2 separate regions of the Capsicum annuum genome follow, and region 2 is linked to region 1. Evidence: chromatin contacts called from public Hi-C data. All regions are on one chromosome and are shown on one strand. Each heading gives the region's core, a stretch centred on a gene start, on an enhancer-like site or on the middle of the called end of the contact. The rest is flanking DNA. Distances are from core to core; before and after follow the strand shown. Region 1 holds the start of LOC107839602 (alpha-N-acetylglucosaminidase). Region 2 holds the start of LOC107839647 (WD repeat-containing protein 36).

Region 1 (6,936 bases), core at 1,208-3,707:
AATACGTAAAAAAATATTATAAATCATAATAATTAACAACTTAAAAAATTTAAGAGCTATAAAATATTTGTCGAACTCTCAAAATTATATCAGCACTACTTAAATTGGAATAGAAGAAAAAGTATTATAAATCACAATAATTAAATAACTAAATTCTTTAAAAAATATAATTGACTATCAATGCCACAAAAATTTTGGACAAGTAGAGTAATATATATTATTTGAAAATTATATAAAAATTATTATAGATTGTAATGGTTAACAACTTAAAATATCTACAAATATATTAAAAATATGATTGATTATCTAACTTCTATTTGTGTCACATAAATTAAGATAAAAAAATAACATATACTAGCCCTGACCTAGGTATCTAGTATATATGTCTATATAATAGAAGCGCTGGTTTCGACCAACTGCTTCATTATTTATTATATTACCCCTAATTGCTCTGTGATTTACCATATTACCCTTAATTAATTATTATAAGTCATTTATATATTAGAATTAATAATATTTTTTACTATATTACCCCTAATTAATTATTATAAGTCATTTATATATTAGAATTAATAATATTTAATCAAAAATAGATATTTATGATGTTTGTTTCATCTGCTTTAACTATGATTTTACTATATCATTCTTAATTAATTATTATAAGTCATTTATGTATTAAAAAATTAATAATATTTAATTAAAAAAATAGATGACATGTCTGCTACAGCTACTTCAACCATAATTTTGCTAAGTATCGCTCATAATCAATTATTATGAGTCATCTAAGTATTAAAAATTTAATAATATCTTAAAAAAATAAAATAAACATAAAGTGATAAATTAACTTTTGATGTGTTAAATTAAGTTGACCTCCTTCAACCGTGATTTTACCGTATCACCCCTAATTAATTACTACAAGTCATTTATGTATTAAAAATTCATAATATTTGATTAAAATATTAGTTTTGACATGGCTGCTTTAAGAACTACGTCATGATTTTACTATATCACCCCTAATTAATTATTATAAGTCATTTATGTATTAGCATATTAATCGTATTTAATTAAAACAAGAACAATATGCGTTTATGACATGTTTGTTGCAGCTGCTTCAACTATAATTTTCCTAAATATCGCTCCTAATTAATTATGATGAGTCATCTAAATATTAAAAAATTAATAATATTTAATAAAATGATAAAATCGACAAATGATAAATTAACTCTTGATGCTTTAAATTAAGTTGGCGTCCTTCAACCTTGATTTTACTGTATCACTCCTAATTAATTATTGTAGGTCATTTATGTATTAAAAAATAATAATATTTAATTAAAAAAAGAAAAATAAACATTTATGACATGTCTATTTCAGCTGCTTCAATTGTAATTTTACTAAATACCGCTCTTAATTAATCATCTAAGTATTAAAAAATTAATGATATTTAATAAAAAAGATTAAATAGATATAAAATGATAAGCAAGTAGCAGATCGACATGTTTGTTTGTGTTGCCTACTTAGATACTTTCTTCTATATTTGTTTATTTTACTTTCAATTTTAATCTATTATATATTTGAGAATTACGTAAAAGTATTATAAATCATAATAATTAACAATTTAAAGTAATTAAAAAGACATACAAAAATTTTGGTTGACTCTAACAGAAGAAAAAATATTACAAATCACAATAATTAATAATTTAAAATATTTTAAAAATATGTAAAAAATTTAGTTAACTCTAAAAAATTGTATCAATACCACATAAATTGAGCCAGAGGTATAACATATATCATTTTAAAATTGCATAAAAAGTATTATAAATCACAATAGTTAATCTTGAAAATATTTTTTGCGCTGCCACCTCAGTTCTAACTGTTGTTATATTTGGATATCTAGCTTGTAGTGGTTCAAAACATTTCAATATCTGTATTTATAAGTGTTTTGTCTTTGAGAAGATGATCCAAGACTTTGTTGTCAATTGAAGTCTTTTGTTCCAGTTTTTGTATGAAATAATTCTATGAATATTAGTTCTACATCTTTTCTATATTTTGTAACAGGTCTCAATCTTATCATCAAATAATTAAAATAGCCCAACTACATGACATATCACACTTTCTTATTATGTGAAAAAACTATCTTATAAAACTTCACTCCCTAACGAGTACCGTCAAATAGTTACTATTTAAAAAGTTATCATTTTAAATCAATGTACATTTATATTTGTATCTCATCAATATTGAATTTTAATGCTAAAAAATATTTATAGTATTGAGCCCATGGCCATGCACCTCCGGTAAGAATATATAAGAGAAAGTAGTATAGTAATTAGTAATAAAATAAAATAAAATAATAAAATATAGTAGTGTATAGTAATTTTACTACTAACCAATTTTCAAATTCTCATGTCACAGATACGTTGATATAAATTATGGAGGAAATTATGCCTTCTCATTATATAATTGTCCTCTAATTAAATAATTAATCTAAAAAGAAATCTTCTTCATTATTATCTGTCGAGGAAGCAGACATGAGACAACCAACAACACTAAACAAAATTATCACTCTCTGTCTAATTCTTTAATTCAAATCCCCACCATAGTAAACCTTAACTTTGTAAATTCCAGTGTTCTTACAAACACAAAGACACAAATTACAGTATTATAGGATCAGCAAGAATTGCGCACATTTCTGAAGCTAATTCCAAATTACAAAGAAAAGAAAATGATAAATTTAAAATCTTGGTTTATACTATCAATTCTTTATGTGTTCCTATGTACAGCAGCACTGGGATCAGATGCAATAGAGTCTGTGTTAAGGCGTTTGGATAGCAAAAAGGCACCATCTGTAGTTCAAGAATCTGCAGCTAAGGGTGTTTTGCAGAGGTTACTTCCAACCCATCTGCACAGTTTTGAATTTAAGATTGTCTCCAAGGTACTGTACTATTATCTCCCTTGCCTTTTTTCCAGTTCTGGGTCTCTCTCATTTATCCATTTTTGTTTCTTTAACTTAAAGTTTACTGCTTTTCTTGGTTTTATTGATTAATGTTCAAGATTGCTGAGATAATGTCATTTTCTTGAAGAACTAGTAGACTTTTATGCTTATAAGCACAAATGGGATCAGTATATGTGCTTTCTGTGAACTTTTCATTGGTTCACTGATAAATTCAAAGCACGCAGTACTACTTTTTCTTTTTTTGATAACCGTGGTATCCAAGGCAGCTTACGCGCACCTCGACTAATTCCTGGTGATACTTGCTAGGACAGATTAAAAGAAACCATCTAATGTTTTTTTTGTCTCTGTTGGGGGGTTTGAATCTGATACCTAATGGTACAAATTTTGGGAAGAAACTACTGCTGTAACACTTGTTAGTACCATCAGCATTGGTAAATGATACTTACTTTATGATCACTGTGTGTATGAGGATACAATAATCTATGTCTTGAATAAATAAAGGTAAGAAGTTGTATTTAAGTGGCTTCACATAGCTTTCTTCTTCCTAATGATGTTGAATAATAGTCTTAGTCTGCTGTAAGTTTGGATTTTCTATATTTGTATATTTTTGTTGCTGGGACATTTTTCTTGCCGAACTGATTTGTTACTTGAGCAATTGAAATTTATACGTGACATTTCATATGTAAATGTAGGATCTTTGTGGTGGAAGAAGTTGCTTTTGTATAACCAATTACAAGAGTTCAAGCAGAAGTTCACCTGAGATTTTGTATGTAAACGAATGGTTACAAGGATCTTATTATGTTACTTTTGATGTCTATCTTTCTGACCGTAGAAAATTTATAGTTTCCTTTAAGCAGACAATGAAAGTTTATACTTCTAATTTTCTTCTTCCAGATGCATGTTATTTAATTAGTTATTTTTTGGTTTAACTCCTTGGTTCATAATATTACCAACTTTGCCTCCATACCAGGTGGCTGCTGATATCTGCAAGTAGTTTCTTCTGAAATATCCTAAAGAGATTGTTTTATTGATATCATTTAGCACTCTTCGTAATCGGTTCAAGCTTTTGAATATGATATATCTATGTCCCAAGGACCCCACACATAGCGGGAACTTTAGTGCACCGGGCTGCCCTTTTTTTATGTCCCAAGGGTTGATAGTTGATTGCCATAGCTTTTGGCATCCGTAGTCCAGATTTTCTTTTCACAGTAGAAGATAAGATAATATTTATAAATTTGTTATCCAATGCAGTGATACAATTGAACATGTGATTCCACGTCTAGTTCTGCTTCAATCACTAGTCTGAAAGTGGCTTAAATTAGGTTATGAATCTATCTTTAATTTGTTTTCTCTTAGGATTGAAGGAACTACTGCCGTTGAAATCACATCGGGGCTACACTGGTATTTAAAGTATACGTGTGGAGCTCATATTTCATGGGACAAGACAGGGGGTGTTCAGTTAGCTTCAGTTCCCAAGCCAGGATCACTGCCTCTCGTAGAAGCGGAGGGAGTGATGATCCAACGGCCAGTACCATGGAACTACTATCAAAATGTCGTCACATCCAGCTGTAAGCAGACAACTCTCTCTCTCTTTCCTCCCCTAAGAACCTTTTATGCATAAAATGTTATCGCATAATAAAGTGCAATTACAGACACTATCGCCGAAATACTGGTAGTAGGTCTTCCACCAATACATAAATGATGGAGAACATAGTGCAGTATTAGCTGACTTTTAGAGAGTGTGAGCATCTTTCTTCTGATATCCAAAGCGTTACGCCACTGCAATTTCTCTCTGTATTTTCAGAAGTGAAATTGATGTTTTCTTTTGCTTTCTCTTTTCTAGCTATTTTTCCTTGTACTCTTTAGAACTCATTCCTTTTTTCATCTAATCATAGGACGATGAAACCACATTCATGATGTTCCTTAATCCTCCCTTTTATGCTTGTGCATAATTAAAGAAACTTATGCTTGTGTATGTCAGCGGTGTGGTGTTTGAGGACTTTCATTTGGATGTCTTATGCAATGCCAAGGTTCTCTTTGAAAATTCTCTCCTTTGCCTGAACTTATTAGAGGACGATGTCCTAAGAGCAAAATAGAGAAGATAAACAGATCTAGTTGACGGTTTGTCATCCTTATATTTTCTAAGGCTGTAACCAGTCTAACTCTGGTCACGGACAACTTATCAGGAGATTGAAGTCATGTCAATCAAGAATGTTAATTTTATAAAGCAAAGCATTTATAAGACACGATGGATCTGTAGATACCTTGCGATTTCAGCCATTTTTGTGAACTATTCCAGAAGATTTAAGCTGTTCAGTTGAGTTGAGCTTGATTGAAAACCCTTTTACTTGATAAGTCTACTCTGTTGAGTGTTGACATTAAGAGAATTTTGATTTTTCTATTTATGAATTATGGATGCTTACTGTTGATATTTTGGAGATGCCTCTGGTATAACAGCTTATCGTATTTCTACTTATTGGTACTTTTAAGATGCTGCTAGTGTAACAGCTTTGGCATATTTCTACTTCTCCATACAGATTCATTTGTTTGGTGGGATTGGCAAAGATGGGAGAAAGAGATTGATTGGATGGCACTTCAAGGAATCAACTTGCCTCTAGCATTTACGGGACAAGAAGCTATCTGGCAAAAAGTTTTCTTGGTATGTTTATAGCTTTGAATTTGTGGGTTCAACTAGTTTTATTTAGTCCATGATTGTTGCCATGGCAGTTACCACGTGATATTAAATGAGGAAATTCCTACAAACTGTTTGATACCTTTGGCTTTGAGCAAGGGCCTGAGTTGTGTGTATGGTAGGGGAATCAGTTAGACCTATCTTTTTGCTAACCCATGCGTTGTTTTCATATTGCTAATCTTAGCACTTCTGTCTTGTATCTACTTCTATGAAGTAGGCCAGGCTCAGGAACTATTTCAGATAAAGTTTATTAACAATGTTTATTCTTTGTGACGAAGTATTTAAGGTTTCATTTGCCATCAGATCATCAATTTTCTCTGAAATTTACTGAAAATATCTAACCTTGATGCTACTAAGTCTTTGTTAGAGTGGGTAAAAGTCCCACATTGGTTAGGGAATAGACTAGTGGTTTGCTTATATGGACTTGGGTAATCCTCACCTCTTGAGCTAGCTTTTGAGGTTGAGTTAGGCCCAAGATCCGTTCTTGACAGTCTTGACTGTTCTATTTGTGTGCTAAAAAGCAATTTGCCAATATCTGCTAAAGTGTTACCTTCCTACTTCTTTTATGGTCACTTTGTCCATATCTTATGTTTGCTACAGAGATTATATCTGCTTGATGTGTACCTTGGGGTTCTTAATACTGATAGTGTGTAAGAGACAAATACCACTGTGCTAGGTTAGTTATAGCTCATGACAGTCTGATATTGCTTTATAAGACACATATAAACATTTTCTTGTTCATGTTTGTTTATGATCAGGATTATAATATTACTACGCGAGATCTAAATGATTTCTTTGGTGGACCTGCTTTCCTGGCTTGGGCTCGCATGGGAAACCTACACGCGTGAGTGCCATAATCCATCCTTTACTTCTAACTTGTCTTTCAGTTAAGGGATTTCCAGCCACAATGCTGTCAAACTGTATATTGTAACAAATATTGTCTGGTTCAGGTATCTTGTGAGGCAAGGGATATAATTTGTAAAGATTTTGTGAATTAAATGTCATGCGGCAAATTGACTTTGAACTTTCGTATATGGCGCTCAAAGTTAAGGGTGTAGTGCCTAAGAAAGGAGGATATTTCTGATGTGTTGACAGACCTATTTTAGTCTTTTCCACTACATCTAAGTGAGTTCTATAATGAATTCTAAATTTACTTGTCATCTGATCGATTCATGCAATTTTTCTTATACGATTGAATGGTCAGCAGGTGATAGGTTAGGTCTACCTATAAAAAATTTCCATCATATTGCGACCTCTGGTTCTTAATTTTTTTTTTGATGGGATTCATATTCAA
Region 2 (6,936 bases), core at 1,593-4,092, 290 kb before region 1:
TCCAATTTAATTAGGGAGGCAATTTATTTGGGATAAACTTTATTTTACAAAATAAATAAAAATAGCAATTTTCAAAAGAATTTTAAAAACATGAGTATTATTGTCCTATATATGAATATGTTCCTTATTTTATTATGTATATAAATATAGCTTCTTCAATATCATTGCATTCCTATTCAAGAATACTTTTATGGACTTTTTTTTTTTGCTTTAATTGACATAATTTTTAATTTAGGGTTTTTATAAAGTAGCATTAATTCTCCTTAGCTAATTAGACTTTTCATATATATTCAAATATTTTAATTCTCCTAATATTTTTTACCATAGAATTGTTATTGCTATATATTTTAGGAGTGTTTAATTTAATTAAATAATAATTGGTGGAAAAAGGTGAAAAGACGATTTTGTCTATGGCAGAGTATTTTAATGAAGGACAAAAATTCTAACCACTTTTTTAAGGGTCTTCACACTTTTAAAATATTATAGATATAGATTATAAATATAGATAATATAAAAAATTTGAATGTAAAAAGTACCTTTAGATTTTGTAATTAATTATAAAAGAATTTACTAATAAAGTTAAAATGTGGGTTTGATAATTTGTATACCTATATTGAAATATATTTATAAAATTATAATTACCTATTATTTTCACATATAAATATATATTAAAGTTTTGATTTTTAATAAAAATAATTTTTACTATTTTGTTCATTCATTATAGCTTGTCATTAAATTATATACTCAATTAATATTTCTCATTTTTATTTTTTTATCTTAAAAATATTTTTTAACTTTTATAGAAAATATGTTATATAGATTAAAAATAAAAAACTATTTTTATAATTTTTTTTTCTTAAAAAGATACAAATGTTGATATAAATATAAGGGTAAAATACGTATTTAAAAATATCAAATAGGAAAAAGGAAGGAAAATGATTATTGTTCAAAGTTGAGGGGGTGTTTGATTTTTACAGCAAAGTTCAAGGTTCTAAACGATTTTACACCAACATGGACTGTGGTGTAGTGGTGGGACTTCTCCACCCTTAACCAGAGGTCTCAGGTTCGAGCCCTGGGTATGGAGAAAATCTCGTTGGGAGCGTCACCCTCAGAATGGGCCATACAATGCACAATTTGAATTAGTCAAAGTTTCAATATGGATATTGAACAACGGGTGAGAACCAAAAAAAAAAAAAACTATACAAAAAAAAGAAAGGAAAAATTACTTATGAAACATCATATTTAACCAAAAAAAAAACAATCAAGCAAGCCCCCCTCAACCCTCCCCCAAGGGTTCAAGGTAGGGTTCCTACAATATATATAGTAATATTTTTTTAATTTAAAAAATTAATAAATAATTTATTTATTTTTATTTATTTTATCGACGGTTGCAGTATAGTCATTATTTAGTATATTTTTTAAAATACTGAACTAATTGTATTCAAAGAGTAATATGATAAAATTATTCATATTATTTAAATTTTTGTGCTAAAACAATAATAGACAAGTATTATTGAACGAAAGTAGTAACTTTTCAACAAATAAACATAAAAAAATATACATTTATTAAAACATAAATACATTATCCATTTTTATTTATCCATGTTACTAAAAATAGATATCTAATTCAAAAAATTAGTGCTTAATTTATTTATTTGTGTATTTTTTATCTTTATTAGTAAATATTATATTCGGTACATAATGCATTTTTCAAGACATTAAGAATCATTTTGTAGGGTGTAGAAGAATAGTGCAAAATATGATATATTATTTATGTTTGCATTAATTATGTCAAAATTATTTTTTATGTTGTGTTTGATTTGACATGTTAAAAATAACTTGCATTGCATATTTTTAATAAAAAATTATTTATAAAAATATCCTCCACAAATATAATGAAAATAATGTGAAAAGGTTTTTGAGGGACTATTGCGTCTTTATCTTGCTAATGCATGCATTAAAGTCCTTTGCGTTGCTAATATCAAGAATGTAATATGAATAACATAATACACAATAGAGTGTAGGTTGAAAATGTGTATCAAATAAGATATTAATAATACATAAAGTTAATGTATGTATTAATTTTTTAATGTATTCTATCGACAAGGGCGACTCAACATAATTCGTGGCCTAAAGCGAAATTTTAAAATGAGGTTTTGAATATTTTTTTTACAAATCTATATTTATAGCTTTTTGAGGTGTAAAATTATAAATAAAATTGTTTTGTAATTGATTTATCCGAAAAAATTCCTTTTCAATTAATACTATGCTTAATTCATTTGATAACTCTTGAAATATTTATTTTTTAAGCTTAAGTAATATTTTTAAAATTTTATTTTAAAAAAAACTTTTTTCAGCTAAGACAATTACATAAGATTAAGAAAAAAATGCACTCATAAAATAGTAAAATCTTTTTATTTGACCGAAATACATCTTATCTTTCAACTTCTTTGATTCAATTGTAATTGTTGCTTTGATTCTTTTCGCCCCATTAATCAAAATAATAAATAGAAGATATGATTTTTTGAGTTACCTCTATTTATTAGATGTTCTTTTTAGATTTGAGAGTATTAAAAGACATTTTTTAATGTTGATTGTCAACTTTAATCTTGAATTTCTAAAGTGATGTTTTTATTTGAACTTAAGAGAAATTAAAATATGGTGACAAAAATATTAAGAAATATTTGATATTTTCTAAAGAAAAAATCTAAAAAAAAATACAAACCTATAATGCTTTAAAAAAATAAGGTCTCCAAAAATTAAAAACCTAAAGCGCTTGCTTCGATGACTTCACCTTGAAGCCGGCCTGTCTATCAAACGATTCTTTATTTTATTATGTTTAAACGATAATGTAGTAAAATTAGTTCTATTATTTATTGTTTGTGAGATGCGTTTTAAGTTAAAAAGTGGGTAAGTAAAGTTGGACCGAGCGGAGTAAAACATAAAACAAAAAATAATACGAAAAGAGAAACACACAAATACACACAGTCGAGGGTGTGCAACAAATTAGGGTTTAAAGCTTACACTTGTTAAACCCTTGTGCATAGTAGTAGCCTAAATCTTTACAAAGCTCTTCAATTTTCTTGTGGAGCAAAGAAAATGGGGATATTCGAGCCATTTAGAGCAATTGGTTACATTACGACCAATGTTCCTTTCTCTGTACAGAGACTTGGTACTGAAACCTTCGTCACCGTCGCTGTTGGCAAAGCTTTCCAAATTTACAATGTATCTCTTTCCCTCTCCTTCACTATTCTCAAGTTTTTTGATTTTGTGAAGAATTAATTAATTAATTTTTGGATTTCTTTTTGAATGTGCAGTGTGCTAAGCTCAGTTTGGTTCTTGTTGGTAAGCTATTTTTTATAGTTTCAGTATTTTTAAGCAGTTTAATTCTTGGAATTTGTTAAATTTGAACTTCTGATTCAGTTACAACTTCGAAATTATGGACAAACAACACTAGATGATTCTTCCCATTTGTCCGACCCTTGTTAGACAGAGTTACCTGATATCCCCTACGTTTTCTTTTGCCTTCCACCCCCAAAAAGCGAAAGGCGGGAATTAATTACTAGTTACCAGAGTCAACCCTAAAATAGTTTGGAAAAACAAGATGTTGCGGAGACAGGATTTGAACCCGTGACCTCAAGGTTATGAGCCTTGCGAGCTACCAAACTGCTCTACCCCGCGCTGAAGATAAGAACTGAAAACTAATAGATAAATAAGGATAAACTGTTGCTGGTGGGAGGTGGCAGGTAGCCGCGGATTTAGTCGAGGTGTGCGAAAGCTTGCCTGGACACCATGGTTATTAAAAAAAACAGAACTTAGAAATTATGGGGTTTTTGCGTTTGGGGTTTTTTGTGTGTGGGGGTGATGGGGGTAGTTGAAAGTGAGAAAGAACCTATCTTTTTGCTGCTAGGTGCAGGTTATCAGCAGTAGGTCTATCGGAAATAACCTCTCTACATCTGAGGTAGAGCTGAGGTCTGTTTGAGTTGTCCCTACCTTACTTATTGTGAGTTGAGGAATAGGATCACCCTTAGAAGAGAAATAGGATATAGGTGAGCTCGGGGAATATTTTAGAAAAAAGACCCCTTATAAAAAACTCTTGGCCAGCCTTTCACTCTGTTCACGGTTAGCGGGGAATGAGACAGAGAGTTCTATTTCATTTATGACTTTTGCCACTACCCTCTCCAGACCACATTTTGTGCGACTGCACTGTGTATGTTGTTGTAGTTGCTGCTGGGTGCAGGTTATGTGAGGTGTTGGTTGTTGTTAATAGAATAAGATTTCATGCTAATTGGTTTATGCACTAGTTAGATCTCTTAAGTTACACAGAGAAAGGGGAATATCGAAGGGAAGGAGCATGTATTACATGGACCTGGATATGGTTATGTATACCTGTTGTTCAAGTTTTACTAAGCTTCTTTTGGTGTATGTTGAAGGATCTGTGATATTCATACCCTTATTTAACTTGTTAACTCTAAATTAGGAGTCCTATATCTGAAATTACTCCTATAGACTTTATCTCGTTCTTACATCCTGTGGGTGATCTTAGACTGAAATGTATTAATGTAATCTTGAATATCTTCAGTAGTTGTAGGCTGAAAAGTACTCGGACATAGTGATTTGAAGAAATTAGTTGGTTTTTAGTTGTTAAAGGGAGTGTTGAACAGTTAAATATATTATTATCCTAAGAAGCCAAGTAGGAATAGTAGAGGACGAAGGCAGATGACATAACATTGTACACATGGGTTCTTGAAATATAGTTAATGAAACCTTGGAGCAGAGGTAATGTTGTCTTTGTGTGACCAGTAGGTCACGGGTTCAAGCCGTGGAAGCAGCCACTAATGTACTTCCCCAGGCTCTACCAACGCGTGGTGCTTTGTGCATCGAACTGCCTTTTTTTTAGCTGAGCATAACTAGAATATACTCTATACTGCACAATGTGTACCAATGAGTTGGACTATGAGAATATCTATTGTAGTCTCTCAGCCTTTCAGTTTGAATACCAGACTAACCATTGTTATGCTCAGTGAACTCATCCAATTCTGTGCCCAAATTTATCAAGCTACTTCTGTTGTAAATGAATGGTTCCAAGCTGAGAAATAAGAAGACGAAAGTTCGATAGATATCGAATGCATACCAAATTGGTATGATTTAGTTGTCGTTCATAGTCTGCGTGACCAACATTACTGGACTTCAGAACAGATGGAGCTCATTGTGTTTCTTTTCAGTTTTCTGCGATACTCTGGCTTTGCTGCAAAAATATTCCTAATTTAATGTACACATCCTTGAAGAGATCACCGTCAGGGGAACTGATACTCTTCAGATAAAATCTGGTTCTGGGTTACTTAAGTTCCTAGAAACAAAACACTTCGAGTCTCTTTTAACCTTTCATGATACCCTTTTTGGGTTTCCGTGAAAGCTTCATCCTATAGTTATTTAAGAAAGTTCCGTTTTTCTATTCAATAGTTTTACCTTCTAATTAATATATAAAAAGAAATGATGCTTAGAATCCAGGTCTTTATTCGCATCCCACAAACTGTAATTAATCAATAACTATAGGATGAGAGAATTAATGTCAGTGATGTTGGAACTGGAATCTTCATTTCAAGTTTTCTTTATGGAGTTCAATTTTCAAGGTGAAGAGGGATATATAAAAATAGATACAAGTTTTAAGAGAAAATTATCTTCAGAAGGAGACGTGAGGGGCTGTTCCTGCTGGTAGCCAACTCATCACAGTGTTTTGCATTTATAGGGTTAGGGGAAGCTCAGTTGCCTAATATACAGAAAAAGGCATAATGTAAGAAGATTATTTCAGTCAAATCAGAGAAACAATGTGCTGCTGGACAAAAAAAAAGAAGAGAAACAATGGGCTCTACTCTTCTAGAAACAGTGATCAGTTTAATTTTACTTTTAGTATTAGTTTTGATGCTAGATTGTGGCCTGTTCTTGTTTGCTATACTGCCGTGTTCAGATTATTGTCAACTAAAATTCAACTATACCTCAATCCAAGAGTTGTTGTTTTGGCTATATGGATTCTCTATATCCTATCCAATCTACCTGCATCAATTTTCATTTCAACTTCAATTGATTTATCTTTTCAAAGCAAGTTAGTGGTTACTAGTTTCCAAAAATATAGTAATCTATGATCATGTATGTCCATACTAAATACAAGTGTCAAACATGAATCAGAACTTTTGCCAAATATCAGACTTATTTAAGTTCAACATATTGTGGTGGAAAAAGTAGTATCTAATTATATATGGAGTTGTTTAATTTCATTCTTAAATCTTTTTTCCCTGCACTTCCTCGGCATTTATATTTGAATTTTGAATAAAGGCCCGCAATTGCCAAAGAAGATTCGAGCTCTCGCTTCTTATCGTGAATATACTTTTGCTGCCTATGGGAGTGACATTGCAGTTGTCAAGCGTGCTCATCAGGTTTTTTTTTTTTTCCTGTGAATGTATTAATATTGGTAAGGGTTTGCCACCCCCTCTCCGCAAAAAAAAATAATAATAAAAAAATCAACCATTGAGGCATCCCTGCTCCAACGAACTTCCCTGAAGAGGAAAAAGAATCTAGTGATGATTGATCACATCACTCTTGTATCATTTTGAAGAACGCCTTTGAATTTCCTAATATGCTTTGTAGATTCTTGGCCTTGTGTTGGGGCCATTAATGTTGTTACTCTTGTCATTTTTCATTCACAAAAACTCATGATCTCTGGAAAGCTTTCCTTTTAAGTGCGGATGAATTTTACAACAACAACAAACACAGTATATTCCCACATAGTGGGGTCTGGGGAGGGTAGAATGTACGCAGTCCATACCACTACATCCGAAGAAGTAGAGAGATTGATTTCGATAGACCCCGGGCTTAAGAAAAGGACCGAGACCGTGTTCAAATATCGCAAGCATACAACATGATAAAATAACAACGATA

What was found. Hi-C and Micro-C count contacts between places; a contact is called where the count stands out from the background.
Region 2: a contact with region 1 is called in a Hi-C map of bud, with 3 times the contacts expected there. The contact joins the promoter of LOC107839647 here to the promoter of LOC107839602 in region 1. A contact is called at or near these places in 3 of 5 Hi-C or Micro-C datasets (bud, leaf and placenta).

Annotation. Positions count from the first base shown.
Region 1 is chr1:147,791,665-147,798,600 of UCD10Xv1.1, reverse strand. It overlaps LOC107839602 (alpha-N-acetylglucosaminidase), which reads left to right and starts at 2,457. Exons shown (of 19, transcript XM_016683155.2): 1 at 2,457-2,929; 2 at 3,643-3,716; 3 at 4,307-4,518; 4 at 5,488-5,609; 5 at 6,401-6,486. The coding sequence starts at 2,720.
Region 2 is chr1:148,077,490-148,084,425 of UCD10Xv1.1, reverse strand. It overlaps LOC107839647 (WD repeat-containing protein 36), which reads left to right and starts at 2,842. Exons shown (of 6, transcript XM_016683223.2): 1 at 2,842-3,225; 2 at 3,318-3,345. The coding sequence starts at 3,146. It overlaps TRNAM-CAU (a tRNA gene), which reads right to left and starts at 3,681; the gene lies at 3,608-3,681.